Regions from separate parts of the Columba livia genome. Here region 2 is linked to region 1. The links are chromatin contacts, called in public Hi-C maps. All regions are on one chromosome and are shown on one strand. The core of a region is the stretch at or near the end of the contact, and the rest is flanking DNA. Distances in the headings are between cores, read along the strand shown.

Region 1 (4,185 bases), core at 932-3,431:
GTTCTCCGCCCACCCCAGATTTTGCTTATGGCTCCTTTTTAGGATCTAATGGTCTGGCATTTTTTTTTCTGTTGTTTCTCACATCAGTGTTGCGTGTCTCCATAGGAAAGCGAGTGCTTTTCTCATGCATCTCTTGGCAGCACTGCAGCTCCAACTCTCCCACTGCTGTCGCAGGCCACTTGAAACAGCCTGGGAAGAGAAAGAGGAGGGGGGAGACAGACCAAAAATGGGGTTTGTGCTATTTTACTATAGCCATGCCTAGCGCTCTCTGGCTGCCAAGTAACACTGGCTAGCACTGGAAACCTGCCCACCTCCTTTTGCATCTCCTTGGTTGCTGAAAGCTGGGGGGAGAGCACTTCCCCGGGAAGGCAGCAGCCCTGGGAGCAGTGACGTAAAGGAGGCGAAGGCATTTGCCACTGCTGTGTGAGCTTCCAGCTCCACAGAATACCACCAGGCATGGTTTGCTGCGCATACCCGTGCTCACCGTGCCCCGCTAACGCCTCAGCTACTTTTCCTTGGTTTTCTGTAAGAGCTGGGAAAAGCTAGCATCTCCAGGACTGTTTCTTGTTACGTGATGAAAGATAGGTGCAATGACATCCTGCTCCTGAACATGTGTTGCTCTGAGACTGACTGACAAGTGGAGATGTGGTGGGATGGAGCTTAAGTGGGAGAAGGTATTAATGCTATCTTTATGTATGTAGAATATTATCTTTTTTTCTGGTCATGTCTTGAAGAGATATTTATTCAAAACTAAGACTTTTACAACCTGTTTTTTTTTGGTTTTTTGTTTTCTTTAAAGGGGCCATAATTGAGAGGAGGATGCTGTGCAGATGGGGCAGGAGACCAAGAATGCACAGGGACAAGGACAGAAAGGACTGGTATGGTGGGACTGGGCCAGAAGAAAGTTGGAAGTGGGAAAATCTGAGTAAGCCAGGCCAGGAGCAGACAGGCTGTGTGCTTTGCCCACCAGTCTGCACTGCTTGCATTAGAGGATATAAATAGTGGCTCCTTGGTTTAACCACTGCACTTCTTGGGAAACTGATGCAGAAAGGTGGTCAGTGACCCAAGTGGATGTGGAGGACAGGTAGGGCAGCGCTGGTGCTGGGCAGCACTGGTAAGAGGATGCTTTGCTGGGGGGAGAGGCAGCTAGAGCAAACCTTGTCACTGAGTTTAGAGCAATGTAGCATGGATCCACCTCAAGGCTGAAGGGAAGACAGATGTTTAGCATGGCACTGAGTAGCCTGAGAAGCCCATTGCTGATGACAGGAGGAGCTCCTTTCCAGGATGACATGGACAGAGCAGTGTGGCTCACGTTAGCAAAGGGAGACTTTCTCCTGACACATCCAGGTGTGATGGTAAATCTTCTGGCTGTTTGTAGTCACTTTTGGGCTCTGTGTCAGGGACGTTCTAATAAAGATCTCCATCAGAGCCACTAAGATGTGGACTTCTAGCCCCATGGGGTAAGGCTACAAAGCAAGGCTGCCTCCCACAGCTGCACCCATCCATGGGCAGAGCACAGGGACCTCGAGGTGGCCGCTGCCCACTGGGGCAAGGGTACGTATAATAAGAGAGAGGTGGAGAGGAACCAGCTTCCCCCAATGTCAGAAACAGTCTGCAATTCTGTTTATTAGCAGACAGTGGGGCACTTTCATCTGGCTTTAGGCTGTTGAGCTTTCTTCTGCTGCTCATTGCCTGATGCCTGTCAGAGACCATTATCTTGGTCACTTCCAGTGCAGAGCAGGGTGACACCTGAGCTCAGAGCAGCACTCTCCTTGCTGGTATGTGTTCAGTAAACAACCCCTCCATCAGACCCCACGTTGCCCTGTCCCCCCCTTGCGGTTTCCTAGCTGGGCTGCCTGGGCTGGCAGCTCCGGGGAGAGCGATGCGGTCTGCGCCTCTGTTTGTCTCGGGAGCAGCGGGACTGCCGGGCGAGCAGGGGCCGAGGCACAGGGCCTGGGAGACCCGCAAAGCCTGCGGTGATGTCTCTTTCTGTTTCCCCAGGAGATGGGGCAGGAGAGCAGGAGCAGTTCCGAGCTGGCGGCGGGGCCCCGGGAGGAGCGGCGGGAGCTGCCCGCGCTGGGCAAAGCTGCAGCAGCAGTGCGGTCACCGGGGCCGCCCCGGCACCGTTCCCACCCCCCACCCCGCTCGGCTCTTGCCCCACCGACGGGCTCGACGACGGGCATGCCCCCCGCCCACCGCCCCCTTCTCCTCTCCCCCGCCCCGCCGCTTGCCGTGCGCTTTGGCAGCCCCGACGCCCTCCGCAGCCAGTTTTCCAGCCCTGCGCTTCTTCTGCAGTGACAGCCAGTGGCTGCCGGGGCCTGTTTACTATCCGGTTAATAAGTGAGCTGGAGCAGGGGGAAACTTCCCCGACGGCGGAGAGGGTGTTCGCCGCGGCGGGCGGGAGGGCGGGCGGGGGGAGCGTTCCTGCGCTGCGGGGCCCCGGCGCGCCCCGCTCCCACCGCCCCCCGCCCGCAGGTGCCGGGGGCTGGCACTCGGAAACTGGAAAGAGCTGGTTGGAGTTTGCACTTTAAGCTCCCGGCTGGGAGGGAACCGGGGGCTTGGAGCTGGTTTGGGCGCCGGGAGGATGGCTCGGTGGTTGCGGCCCCTCGTGGGAGCCCTGATCCTGCTCGAGGGGGCGGCTGCTCTCAGCTTTCTCCACCATCGCTACGAGGAGATGGTGCAGGCCCTGTTCCGCGTGCAGAGCCAGTGCCCCTACGTCACCCGCATCTACAGCATCGGCCGCAGCGTCGAGGGCCGACACCTCTACGTGCTGGAGTTCAGCGACTACCCAGGCATCCACGAGCCCTGTAAGTATGGGGGGACAGGAATATGGTGGTTTGGAGAGGATAGAAGTCATTGCTGTGCTCCTGGCCACACAGCACCATTGGACACAGGGTGGTGGTTATATCCCTTCCTAGGTAGGACTCCCAGTGATGCCCTGGTGTCAGGCAGTGCTGGCTCTGGCAGGAACCCCATAGCCAGCCCAGGGACCGGCACCCAAAACACATGCGCATGTGCTTTGCTTTCATGAGCTGCAGCGTGGCCCAGGCTCGTACTTTGGACAGAGCTCTGACTTTTCAGCACAGGCAAACACGGGAACCCAGGCAAGTCCGTCCGAGCACCACACTTGCAATGCCACCTTCTCCTTCCCAAAACAGAATGGGGCAGGCAGGAGAAGGGAGCATGCACCCTCCACCCTTTGCTGCTGGATAGTGGCAGGAGGGAAGAGTTCAGCCCTTCCTCCTCCAGACCACAAAGCAAGGGGACAGCAAATGAGAAGCCCCAGCTGAGCAGACGCTGTGCAGCCCCTGTGACAAGCAGGTCTCAGCGATCTCCACCTGCTGCCACGTGGCCCTGTGGAGCCTTGGCAGCCACAGCCCCCTGAGCTGCTGCCTGTGCAGCGTGGAGACGCTGCCGAGCCAGACCTTGCTGGCAGCCAGGTGCCCTGTGGAGGGCTGAGGGAACCAGATGGCTCCCAGGCTGGGGGCATATGCACAGGGCTTCCTCACTTCCCCGTCTTGTGCCCCGGAGCCACAGAAGCAGACAGGGCTCTGCCTGCTTTTTGCAGGATCTTTTGCATTTTCAAATCCTGGCTCGCTCTGTGGTGTGGTTAAACACAGGGGCTGACAAGTACAAGCAGCCAAGTCACGTGCAAAAGTTCTGACAGCACTGCAGGGGTGAGCAGGACCTGTCCCTGCACCCCCCTCAGCAGAGCAGCCCCCCCACAACCGCACTGTACTCTCTGCTCCCCTCCTGAAGCCCAGAGTATTGCCTTCAGGGGTGCCAGGCACGGGATGGAAGGCTTCCCACCCTGACCTCCTCCATGCCAGCTCCATTTGGTACAGGGAAACTTGCATAGTCCTGAGGACACCTCGGGCACCTCCGCAGCACAAAGCAAGGAGTGAGCAAAAGGGCACAGGCAATGTGCCAGTGGATTTTATACCTGCAGAGCTTCAGGAGAGCAGCCGCAAGGGCCACAGGAGGTGACAGAGATCTCCTCTGCCCCAGGTGGGCAGCATGGACCTGTGACCCTGTTTGTACCATGGGCCACCTTCGGGCTGCCCTTTAAGCATGTAGCATGATGATTTCGAGAATCTGTGGACTCCCTTGAAGGCCGTGGAAAGTGACTCCAAAAAGCAAGCCTAGAGTTAATGAGCATATGTGCAGTAATTAGGGGTGTGTGGC
Region 2 (4,185 bases), core at 597-3,096, 49 kb before region 1:
TGTCTTTTAAATGTTTGTTTCAACAGTAATCTGTGTTCACCTGCTTAGTTGCTGCAAGCATGCAGCATCACAGTTAATGCGGTTGGTGTCCTATGTGGTGGCACTCAAAGAGGTGACTTGGCTGCCATTTGTTTCCAGTTTCCAATTCTAGCCTGAATGACCAGTATTATTTTACTATTGTGCTGGATTTTGGCTGAAGTCCCAAATTGCTCTTGAACTCAGATTTTTTGAATTGCAGTTGAGGGAGCAAAATCAGGACACAGTGAGAAGTGCCTGAGGGATGGTGTTTGGCTGGTTGGCATTACTATTTTGCATTACAGGATTTCTTTTGATGCTTATCTGCTCCTTGCTTTTTCTTTTTTTTTTTTTTGGTATAGTCACATTAACAGTTCCTCAGTGTGTAAGATGGGTTTATAGATTTCCTTTTTAAAATGCTAATTTAAAGAAGGACTCAAGGAAGATGATTTATTCAAGAGTTGCTTTGCTGATGGATTCACAAGGATGCTAAAGGTATAGAAGGCTACATGGAAAAATATACTGAAATGAAAGCAAAATGGTAAAAAAGGGATTGCGAGCAGAACTGGGTGAGCCTGGAGAGGTAATAGTTGTTACAAGTGAAGGGACCTGTCCTTTCCTCCGATAAAATAATGGTAGGGGTGAAGTTGCCTTTATTAAATCAGACTTAACAGATATATCATGAATAGCCATTTTCCATTAGGAAGAGGTAAAGAAAATCAACTGGAAGATTTTCAGTAGAATGCTCATTTATTGGGAGACTTATGCAGATGTGTGTTTAAATAAATAATTTTAATGTAAGTGCTGCATTCCTGCATTTTGCCATTCCTGGATCCCAGGAATTTCCAGACAGTCAGCTGGAAATAGTGTCAATCTGCAGAACTTAGTTTCACACCTGAGGGTGAAAAAAGATAAGGAAAAAAAGTGAAAAAATACAAAAAACAACAGCTGCAATTGTCTTCTGCAAATAGAGAATTAATTATTAGTGAGGATAAGAACAGTATTCTATAGTTTAAATGAGTGTGATTCTGTGATTTATTAGCAAATACTCTAAAAACTAAATACTGTAAAGGCTAGCTTTCTGCAGGTGACCAATACCATTTCATCAAAGCAGTTTTTAAATGAATTTTGTATAAGTCTTGCTGCATAAGAAATTGAGAGAAATGACACTTCTCACAAATGAATGCATCATGCAGTAGATCTTCAGCTTGTCGTAGCTGTCCATTGCTGCTGTCGTTATCATGTTTTGAAAGGTATGTATATTAAATATGCACAAAATGCTTGCAAGGTCTCAGTTACTGGCAGTCATTTAGAGCAGTGATGATAGACTACTGCATAAATTATGCAATACTTTGATCACTATACTGTAAATGCTGTCATCTTTAACTTACGGTCTTATATCTGTGAACAATTTAAAGCAATGTTCTTACTGTTTTTCTGAAGTAAAACAAGCTTTTATGCTTTAAATTAGTTTAGCAGCATTTCATTCAGAATTTATTACACAGAAAGGCACGTCAATTATAACAAATGGGAGATGCCGTAAATCCTTTTCAGATAAAAGAAACAGTTAACAACTAAGATGAAAAAGCCTTATGTAAAAAATATGAAAAGATAAATATTTGTATTAAAAGAAGAATTAATAGGAAGTGAGAAAGAGGAGTAGTTAAAAGGGAAAGAGCAACCAACAGAGGGAGGAAGGGAGTAAAGTGAAACATCAAAAAATGAAAGAAAAATGAATGCTGAGGCAGGAGCTGAAGGATGGCAATGGGAACTACATAAGAAAAGACTAACAGCTTGAGGTTGGCAGGGTTTGTGTTTGTACATGCTAATGTAGCCCCCATCAGTTATTCTAGGAGTTCTGTGAGTTTAAACAGGAGGCCGCTTTGGGAGAATGCGTTTTCCTATTTTGTACTGCTAGGCAGGCCTGTATCACAGTGGTAAGTAATGCTGTATTTCCTGGATTCCAGACTGTTCTTTAAAACAGAGTATTAAAGTAATAATAATAATAATGAAAAACAGTCAGGGCAAAAGAGAAGCAGAATAGACTGGGGCTAATCTGCCAGCACTCAGAGGAAAAAACATTTTTCCTGCCACAAAGAACCCTATTGTTCCTATGTTAAGTATTAATTTTGCCTGCATTTAAACTGAGCTGTCTTGAAGTCTGTTTTCTTACAATGGTAAAGCGTGTGCCAGTTACTGCAGCAGTGCACAGCAGCACAGCTCCAGGGAGGAGCTGACCCCTGCGTTTTCTGGGGCTGCTCAGTCTTTCTCTGTCTGCTTACACTGATTTTTGGTGGAGGAGAGCATGACCTGTCCTTTATGGCTAAGAAATCTGAGCACATGTTCAGCACATGAGAGCTGTTGTTACATGAAGGAAATGAGCCCATGAGAAATTTGAGCATTTTGGGAAATGTTGGATATTAATGACTGATATACACATACGTCCTTCTGGTAAAACTTATTAATGAATCTTCAGTGTATAAACTTTCATGTAGGCTTTGTCACTAAGAATTGAAACTCAAAATTTCATTTTCTCTGAGACGGGAAACTTTTCTGTGTGTTTTTCATAGCTAAAGAAACTTAGACAAGTATCACCATGGGGTGCATTTCCCTGATAGAACATCAACTCAGGGTGATTCTCTCTGCTGATATTAGAATAATTGCATGAAGCTGCTATTAATATAAGTAAGCTGTTATTAACAGATAATTGCTCACACAGTACTTTCAATTATTTCCTCCTACGGTCACACACAGTCGGTACCCAGTGAGGAGATGGAGTGGGGTTTGCTCCAGCAGACCAGCTTGGCATATTTGTAAGAGGAGAAACCAAGAGAGTGGAGGGGACTGTCAATATACTAATATGATTCAACAGAACCAAATGATGTGGATTTCTGATCCCATAGTGCTCTTGCTGAGACCATGTTTGTCTGTGATTACAGCCTGAGGACTTTAAGTTATGAGGAGTATACCGCAAACCTGGAGAAATTTCTATCATCTTCAGCTTGAGTTCAGACTGTTGCTTAGGATTTCTGCTCTTATATTGCAAAATAAATTTTAAACAGTGGATGGTTGTCTTGAAAGCAAGTGGAAAAACTCCATTTTCATTGAGTCAGGCTCAGTTTGTAAAGAGGTTATGCTTAAAGTTCCCGTACATGTTTGTATGTTTATGTAATTTCTTTAGTAATATGGAGTATAAATCTGAAAAAAAAAAAAGTTCCAGGGTAATATAGCTTAGATTAACAGCACTGTATTTTAGCCATAAGAGGATGAAACATCTGAAATCTCCAAAGTGTACTGACCTGTTATATTTTTACACTGTGTGGTATTGTTGCTTGGAAAAGTTTCTTGATGCTAAAAATAATCATTTCTACACTGTTTTCTATCTCCAAGGTTACAAAATCTTTTTAACCTAGGCATAATTAAGATTATACCTACAGAATATATTTTTAGCATGTTAGACTTTCTGCGATGCAATGTTGTTCCAGCAGGCATAGCTGAGTTTAGAGGAAGTCTGCTTCATGTGAGAATGAACAGCAGAAGATAAATCAGTCACTTCTATAGGCAGTTAATTTCTTTTGCAGCTTTTAGTGTTGGCCCTAAAATTTTGCTTGATGACCCACAGGTGTTAAAAGACCAGCTATCAATTTAGAGAAAGAAGCACCATGTAACCCTGAAATCAGAAATTTGAAATCTGAGTTAAGATGTTGGAAAGTTGACATTCCCTAACAGGTTTGAAACTAGAATTATTCCTTGAATTAAGTTTTCAGATTTTCTTGCTTTGAAGTCTTTTTAGTAGACTGAAAACCACAAAATGAATGTAACTGGTGTGCCTCTCAGTTCAAACAGTTTCACAGAAGGCTAATAACATGATTTTTTTTCTGATGTTTTATTTTAAGTTTATTTAATTCCATCAGGGCTAGGTCACATGAAGACCTGATGGAAGCTTCTGATCCAGACAAAAGAACCGCTATCCTAAATGTATGACAGTAAGACTGTGGCAGCCATCAGATAATTGCTCTGCAGAGTTTTAAAACTAATATCTGCTCACAAATGATTCTTTTGACCATCAGCAGCTATCTGTGCCTCTCTGGGTGCAGCAGGTCTTGAGCTGTGCAGCTGATGTCCTGTCTCTGGCTCTGCTTCCCTCCCAGAGCAGGACTGGTCCTGCTC

The links. Hi-C and Micro-C count contacts between places; a contact is called where the count stands out from the background.
Region 2: a Hi-C map of liver shows a contact between it and region 1, with 4 times the contacts expected there. The contact joins the enhancer-like site here to the promoter of CPN1 in region 1. A contact is called at or near these places in 2 of 2 Hi-C or Micro-C datasets (crop and liver).

What each region holds. Positions count from the first base shown.
Region 1 is chr6:15,836,920-15,841,104 of bColLiv1.pat.W.v2, reverse strand. CPN1 (carboxypeptidase N subunit 1) reads left to right here and starts at 2,181. Exons shown (of 9, transcript XM_005506979.3): 1 at 2,181-2,807. The coding sequence starts at 2,585.
Region 2 is chr6:15,885,727-15,889,911 of bColLiv1.pat.W.v2, reverse strand. All of the region lies in intron 1 of ENTPD1 (ectonucleoside triphosphate diphosphohydrolase 1), which reads left to right. The region is part of intron 1 of LOC102095212 (gamma-aminobutyric acid receptor subunit pi); the gene reads right to left. Among named protein-coding and RNA genes, the nearest start is that of ENTPD1, 13 kb to the left of the region's middle. Within about 2 kb of position 1,846, at least 3 of the 3 cell types and tissues checked have an H3K27ac peak away from gene starts, as active enhancers do.